2 separate regions of the Mus musculus genome follow, and region 2 is linked to region 1. A link is a contact called in public HiChIP or PLAC-seq data. All regions are on one chromosome and are shown on one strand. The core of a region is the stretch at or near the end of the contact, and the rest is flanking DNA. Distances in the headings are between cores, read along the strand shown. Region 1 overlaps Slc6a1 (solute carrier family 6 (neurotransmitter transporter, GABA), member 1). Region 2 overlaps Hrh1 (histamine receptor H1).

The links. HiChIP or PLAC-seq counts read pairs in DNA pulled down with a chosen protein or histone mark.
Region 2: a contact with region 1 is called in an H3K27ac HiChIP or PLAC-seq map of stem cell-derived neural progenitor cells. The contact joins two enhancer-like sites. A contact is called at or near these places in 1 of 115 datasets of contacts at active chromatin or transcription factors (stem cell-derived neural progenitor cells) and 2 of 9 other capture datasets (adipose tissue and pancreatic islet).

Annotation. Positions count from the first base shown.
Region 1 is chr6:114,295,805-114,299,655 of GRCm38.p6, reverse strand. All of the region lies in intron 1 of Slc6a1 (solute carrier family 6 (neurotransmitter transporter, GABA), member 1), which reads right to left. Among named protein-coding and RNA genes, the nearest start is that of Slc6a1, 15 kb to the right of the region's middle. Within about 2 kb of position 1,870, at least 50 of the 459 cell types and tissues checked have an H3K27ac peak or open chromatin away from gene starts, as enhancers often do. A contact at or near this core is called in stem cell-derived neural progenitor cells, where this site is marked.
Region 2 is chr6:114,425,674-114,429,524 of GRCm38.p6, reverse strand. The region is part of intron 1 of Hrh1 (histamine receptor H1); the gene reads right to left. Among named protein-coding and RNA genes, the nearest start is that of Hrh1, 30 kb to the right of the region's middle. Within about 2 kb of position 1,709, at least 32 of the 459 cell types and tissues checked have an H3K27ac peak or open chromatin away from gene starts, as enhancers often do. A contact at or near this core is called in stem cell-derived neural progenitor cells, where this site is marked.

The sequences.
Region 1 (3,851 bases), core at 621-3,120:
GTAGATTGTGAGGCGTGACTCCCACCAATGTCATTGTCGCTGGAGCACGTTGTTACAAAAGTGAATTCCACCTTTTAGGCCTCTCTCTCTTGCCGTATCTCAGAGATATTCAACGAGAAGGCCCTTCTGATGCCGCTAATCTCCCGTAGACTCTCAGCTTCCAGAACCACGAGCCTCCAGCCATTATCCATCACTGGCCTGTGGCATTCTATGACAGAAGCACTGATGGGCAAAGGTCTTCCCCAGGGTCACATGTGGCTGACTCTAAGACTCTTTGGCCCCTTGGGTCCTCAGGAAAGGCAGTCCAAAGTCCACAGTCCTCAGATCTAACCCAGGGGTCCCAGGCAGGGCCACTTGGAAGAACTGGCCCTGAGAGAGCCAGGCTGTCATTTCTGTCTTCCAGAAATGTATGTCTGGAATCAGCCGAACACCTGCAGCATCCGAGAAAGAACTGCAGAGCCAAGAGCTGTGAGTTCATGTCTGTGTCTGAGCATAAGCAAACGAGGCTGGTGTGACGGAACTGATGCCCAGGAAGGACCCAAGATACAGATTTGAACTTGAGGTTGGTGTGATGGAATTGATGCCCAGGGAAGATCCAAGATTCAGCCTTGGACTTGCCTGGTCCTGAAGCTACGTTAGTCTTGAGCCTGACCTTGGCTCTCTCTAGCACCTGTTAATGCAGGGTAAGCTACCTCTGCTCTCTGAGCCCTATCTGGATAAATGGGAGAATGAGAACAACCAGGTCAGGCACACAGATAGGTATGCAGGGTAACTCCAGCACTAGCTGGCAGGGCCTCAGGAAATCTCGGGCACTATATGGACATTTACCACCCAGCACTCCTGGCTGCAGCTTTGTGGGATATACCAGCAGGAATATCACATATAGATAGAGGGCCTGGTACTCTGAGACTCTGGTCCCACAGTGTCAATCTGTCAGTCCTAGAGAGACACAGCAGAAAACCTCTGCTGTGGATCTTCTCCTCAGCCCAGAGAAAGAGGTCCAGCTCATTCCTGTCAGAGGCTGAGAGGGGAACAAGATTGGTCACAAGAAAGATAATTAGGCAAACAGAAGCCTTACTCAGAGGCTTCTGAGAGGATGGAGTTAATGAAAGAGACCAGACGGAAGAGTGGTGAGTCTCAGAGATAGCCCATCCCTCTTCCATGTAGCTGTGACCAAGTCTTAACACCACTGACAGAAACTCAGCTAAAGCATGCAGAGATCTGCAGGTCCCTCAGCCAGAGACACTTTTGTAAGGAAGGCGTGTGGAGCTGGAAGCCCTAGATCAGACCTGGCAAATAGGTCAGAAGTAGCCCTTGGGCTTGTTTTACTTGGCCAGAACAACAAGAAGATTCAGTTTGAATTAGAAGTTGAAAATGTGACCCTTTAGGACACAGTGTTTTACACAGTGGGAAAGCAATGCAAAGACCTCAAGGCAGGACGGAGACCTGGGTGTTCGAAAGACAGCAGAGAGGTATGGAAGGGAACAGATCCAGGTGGAGGGTGACAGGAGTCACATCACATGGGGTCTCAGAGGCCAAAGCCAGCAGTTCAAATTATTAATTTTTTTTTTTGAATCTTAAGTGGCCAAGGATATCTCATGCTTCTAGATTTCACCCTAGCCATGACAAATGCTTCCAAGGGTCAGGAGCAGAAGCAGAGACATTCTTGGGAAACCGAGTCCAAGAGAGACACAAGGACTTGGCCTTGGCCACTGGGGCACTGGGACCCCACCCCAGAGCAGGGCCTGGAAGCTGGTGGCCTGCAGATGGCAGCCCAGCGTTGAGCCAGTGGCCAGCTGTGGAAGAGGGAAGTATAGCAGGGAAGCCCGAGGGACAATCTCCCTCTGTCTCATTGCTTCAGAGGGCCTGGTGTGGTCCTGTGGGTGGAAAGTAGGCAGAGGCTGAGAAACCAGGGCTTGACAGTCAGGCGTGCCATTGTCCCAGCACGTGAACTGTGGGTTGCAGGAGGCAGAGCAACAGGCTTGGCCTGAATTCTGCTCCTCCTCTCTCCCTCCCCTCTACCCCTTTCTCCTTCCTCCCCTCACCTCCCCCTTCTCCCTCCCTCCCACCCTGGCTAGGCCCACTGCTGCTCCATCTTGCTCCCTCCCCTCCGCTCAGTAATTACCAGGACGGCGGAGGCCTGCAGCAGCTGTAATGGCCCCCACTTGCTTTTATCTCTTTGAGAACTGTGATGGTTCAAGAAAGGAATTAATATTGGGTTTGGCTGGGTGCCAAGCGGAAACAATGCATTTTATTATCCGATTGAGAGGGAAATGCTAGGCCCACCCTTGGGACATCTGCTGTGCACCCAAGTCCCTGTGCACAAATCCTTTCAGAGAAGTGGGCACCCACTGTGTTCCAGGCATGTCACAGAGTTCTAGTGCCCAGACTGATTGCAGCTACATAAGCTGAGAGTTACTGTATTCCCCAGGTAGAGAGGGAAACTGAGGCCTGCCAGCCCAGGGCTGCGGTCAGAGGGACTCTCAGAGGGCTTTGCAATTCTGGCTTTGCTATGCATGGGGCGGCTCTGCTAGCAGCATGTCCACAGGAACGAGGTAGTGTGACTCGGGTGTGCTGGGCCTTGAAGCTGTGAGGAGGGACCTCACGTTTGGTGGGATGGCTTCCCATCTGATCCCTGCAGAATGCTTAGTAGGGATATTTGGCTTGGGCTGGCCTCAGGCTTCAAGAATGTGGTGAAAATCGAAGCCAGGACACACAGGGTGTTGCAGTAAGGGGCAGTTCCAGCTACCATGCAGAGATGATCAGCTGTATACACACTCTGTCACAGAGAGCAACTAGCAATGACAGCTACCCCGGGTAAGAGAGGCCCGAGGGAGGTGGAGTCCTGGAAATTGACAGGTGTTCATGGAAAAGGGACTGCGCCAGGCAAGTGTGACAGGAGTGTCTAGCTGGACATCTAAAACAGACCCGATTCTTGGACCCTCAGCTGACATTTAAGGGGACCAAAGAAAGGCCCTAACTGGTGTAGGCAGATTCTCTACCACACTTACATATGTGCACAAGGCTCAGAGAAGGCGCACAGAGAAGACTGGCGTGAGCTCAGAATCATACAGCACAAGAGTCGCTTTCAGTCTTTCAACTCTCCACGATCACTCAGGACCTGCATACCTTTTGACACCTCACCCTACCCCAAGGTCATTAGCAGCCCTAGCTGCAGTTCTCATTAGAAAGTACTAGATGCTAGGCTCTCTCAGCAACCCACTGAGGTGGTCCAGTCAGTTCTTTCCTCAGGGCTCAACAGAACCACACACACACACACACACACACACACACACACACACACACACACACACGCACGCACGTGCTGTTCCCAGCTCCATAACTAGAGCAGGCAAGAGTATGAAACACCAAAGCTCCATGATCAATAGTCCTATCTCGCAGACATGGGGCCATGATGCTTAAAGAGGTCAAATGACCAGTCCCACATCACACAGAGCTTAACCTGGGCCCTGGAGTCAAGAGTCTGACAAACCACATCCCTTAGCCTGTGCATCCTGGGATCAGGCCTGGGTAAATCCTCTGATGCTTTAGGCCTCCTGGCCCCAGAGTCCATCCCAGTTGGTTTGGCCACAATGGGAGAGCTGGAGCTGCTGGGAGATGAAGTTGCCCAGGCAAAAGGAGATGGAAACTGAGACTCTGGCCTTTCCAGGGAGAAGGCAGCTGAAGGTACCCCAACATCCTGGGTGAGAACATCAACTATATACAACAGCTGTGGCTGCCCTGAAGCTATCGATTGGCAACAGTCCCACTTCACAGAAGGGTAAACTGAGGTACAGAAAGGCAAAGTGACTTGCCAAGGTCTCCTAGCCAGAAGCTGAGTGTCAAGATTT
Region 2 (3,851 bases), core at 460-2,959, 130 kb before region 1:
CAGAGAGGGCCATCTCCTGGGACACTGTCTCGCTGCTCAGTTGATGTGTGGGGACCTGACTGGACCACTGTGATCCCTTTCCAAAAACGACACAAAACCAAGAAAGAGCCTACCACCTATCAAGGAAGTGTATGTACTTCCCCCCCAAAGACCCAGAATGTTCCGGTAGCTCCGCTGACCGCAGTACCATACTTGAGGCCGTCTTCTGCCTCAGAACTGTGGGAGCTCAGTTTAGTACATTGCCGTCATCAACTAGAGGTGATGTCAGCAGCTACAGCACAGACCAACAGGCAAACGGTACAAGGACCGATGGAGCTGAAAGAGGCAAAACCTACGGGCACAGGCCGAGCAGATCCATTACGTTATACAATGGCTGTGGCAGCTGTGGAGAGAGACAGAAGGGGAGGGGACCTACTCACACACCACGCTGGGAGTGTTCTCTTCCTCCTTCTGGATGCTCGCTATCTAGCTACACAGTGTACATCCCTGGTTAAAATACATCCTGCGGTGCACTCGGCCTGCAGATGGAGGCATTTGTACACGTCACGGTTCAATAGAGAGTGCCACTGTTGTGATTAAAGGCCCATGAACAGGAAGCTCGCTGCATCCGTCAGGGAATTTCGGGTGGAGATCGTTGAGATCGCATCTGAGGGGACAGGAAGTCCAAATGCTCCATCTTTGTTCCCTACTGCTGCTAAGCTGGCCTCTTTCCCCTGTACTAAGAGGCTAGCACTGTACTCGATGCCCACCCTGTAGGGGGTATCTGGGGATCATTTGTGGCTCTGGCCTGGAACTACTGTAGCATTCAGTGATAATGTCACCAATACCCAGGCCCCTGCCAAGGACAAGATGACAAGATGTCTGCATCTCGGGACACTTTGCCTCCATTCCTTCCCTTATGAGCCACTTGTCACTTAGGAGGGTAGGCTGGTGGCTCACGGCTATGAACCTCAATGGAGGAAAGCAATATGGCAGCTTGAAGACCCCAAACCAGTCAAGAGCCTGTCAGTATCCTTATGCACTTCCTCCTGCCCATATCGTGGCATGCCACCCACACTTTCCCTCTTTGCCCATTTAAAGAAAATGCCCTAGGAGGCATCCTGTACATCTGCCTCAGAGAACTCCCGGTGATCCCTTGAGCCTGGGTGTGGAAAGCGAAGGTGCAGGCAGAGGCATCACCTGTGGCCATGTGCCCCTAAGAGCTCACAGATGTGCTGTGCCCTGGCTTTTGCCACTGTGTCACCTCCTATGGGCTTTGCTCACCCTTCAGTCTCTCAGCAAGCATCTAGGGTTGGGCTGCAAGGGCCTGGGGAGCAGCCCTGAACTTGGCTTTGAGGCGTAGGGTGGGGCAGGGATCACAAACCAGCTTGAGCAATCTGAAATCCTCAGAAGTGTTTCAGTTTCCAAGGTCTCCACACTAGGGAATTCTGTCTATGCAGAAGCATCCTTGGGAATGAGACCCAAGTCTAAACTCAAAGCTCAATTATGATTCCTGTGCAGTGTTTACACACAGGCCAAAGGTAATTAATTCTGTACCTTGTTCTTGGTGCATCTATAATGGGGCCGGGAGCTGTGTGTGACACAAGGCCAGGCATGGAGCTCTACACCGGTGGCTTCGTGAGAATCGTGATGTTCTGGACTTAGGGGCCTGGCATCTTCAGATACTCGCTTATGCCAGCTGGCTGCGTGCAGACAATGGGACAGTGGCAACAGTCAACTGCGGGACCATGGCAACCAGCGGGGCAGCTGCCTTCCAGCACCGCCAAGTGCACCAAAGGGATGTGCACTCACCGCTGGAAATCGCTGTCGTGTGTGTGCATTTTCAAGAGTACTGGAAACAAAAATCTCCTGTGAAATTGGAGCCAAGTTCATTTATCCGATTCCTTTAGGTGTTCATTTGCAACTCCTGGTGAGAGGCCATGATAGGGCATCACCAGATGATTTTTAAAAAAATACACGGTAGTATTTGGTCTGGAAATATGGTTATTTGAAAAATATGTCCAGGTTTAAAAACAAAAACATGTATTGTTTTACTCTACAATAAGTATTCATGTGGAAAAGAGGGGAAAGGACATAAATAAAGAAATTAAAAATAGCGTTGAATTATTGTAACCCTATTTTCTGAAGCAGACATTTGAATGCACTCTGACATTTCCTTCTGGTTTTCCTCTATATTCACCATGGAAATAACAGTATCGGTGTGTGCAGCTATCTAAACAGCACCTGCCTGTGTGGCTTTGACAGTCTCGATTTTATAACTTCTGCTTTCCATCCAAAGGCACTGTGATTTTTTTTCCCCATCTCAAAATTCTGCAAAAGCCCATTGTTTTCCATGGTTATACAAAATGCCATCATGTAACATTACCATAATTTACAAAATAATTGCCTCACTACTGAGCATTTAAAGGTATTGTTTGTTGTTGTATTGAAACAGTTTCTATGTAGCTCACATTATTATTATTATTATTATTATTGTTGTTGTTGTTGTTGTTGTTGTTATTACTATTATTGTTGAATCTATATAGCTCACACTGGCTTGGAACTCAGGATCTTCTCAACTCGGCCTCTCAAGTGCTGGGAGCACGTACCGGAGAAATGCTCAGGGAAACTAAATGTTCCCCAGGTTTCTGTGTTTGCTGGAAATGTGGGAAACACTTTTCTTGCTTCTGTTCTTTCCCCTAGAATGCTTTTCAATTCTATTCTACAGTCTTTGTCAAAGGATACTCAAAGGCATGTCTTTCCGTTGACTTTCCAAGTGAGCACCCCAGTGTCTCAGGAGCCCCCTCATCCTTTACAAAAGTGCCCAAGATGACAAAAGACATCATTTTCTCAAACAATTCTGCAAAGAAAAGGATGTCTAGGTCACCAGTGGGATGTAGAGACCCAAGACTGGATTATGTCAGGCCTCGGGATGTCCTCCACCCAGCCCCAGAGTCTTGGAAGAAAACGGGTCTGAGGTTAGATACATATGTCAGAAAACTATAGTCCCGGGGGGCTCCCAGGAGATGGGAGGGTTGGGGAGCTCCCTCTGCACAGACAGAGGAAAACTTTGTCATGAAGACAAGAGGCTGAGTCTGTCTCCTGGCATTGTGGAGATCTCACACTAGATAGGCAAATATTCCCAAAGCTAGGAAGTTCTGAAATTTGAAATACTTCTCTCAATATTTGGGTGAAGGATCCTTGCCACCGGGAAACCTCAGACTCTGTTCAGTTCACGTTCTCCTCGAACAATTGTCCTTGACCCGCACTGTCACCCGAAAATGAAGATAGGCTCAAGAGCCAGCATCCAAAAGGAGAAGCTGAGGCTAGCAAAGGAAAGAGGGGCCTGATACTGTCAGTGCATCCCATGTGTCTGCTGTTTGTTTATCCATCAATCAGGGCACAGTCAGAGAGAACGACTCTGCAACTAAGGGGAGGGCCTGATCCCTGGATGCTGTGACCACAGCCAAGTGTCTCCTTCTAGGGCCATGGCTACTGTACTGGGTGGTTGTGTGTGTCAACTTGACACAAGCTGGAGTTATCTCAGAGAAAGGAGCTTCAGTTGAGGAAATGCCTCCATGAGATCCGGCTGTAAGGCATTTTCTCAATTAGTGATCAAGGGGGGAGAGCCCACTGTGGGTGGTGCCATCCCTGGGCTGGCAGTCTTGGGTTCTATAAGAAAGCAAGCTGAGCAAGCCAGGGGAAGCAAGTCAGTAAGAATCATCCTTCCATGGCTTCTGCATCAGCTCCTGCTTCCTGACTTGCCTGAGTTCCAGTCCTGACTTCCTTTGGTGATGAACAGCAGTGTGGAGGTGTAAGCTGAATAAATCCTTTCCTTCCCAACTTGGCTTCTTGGTCATGATGTTTTGTCC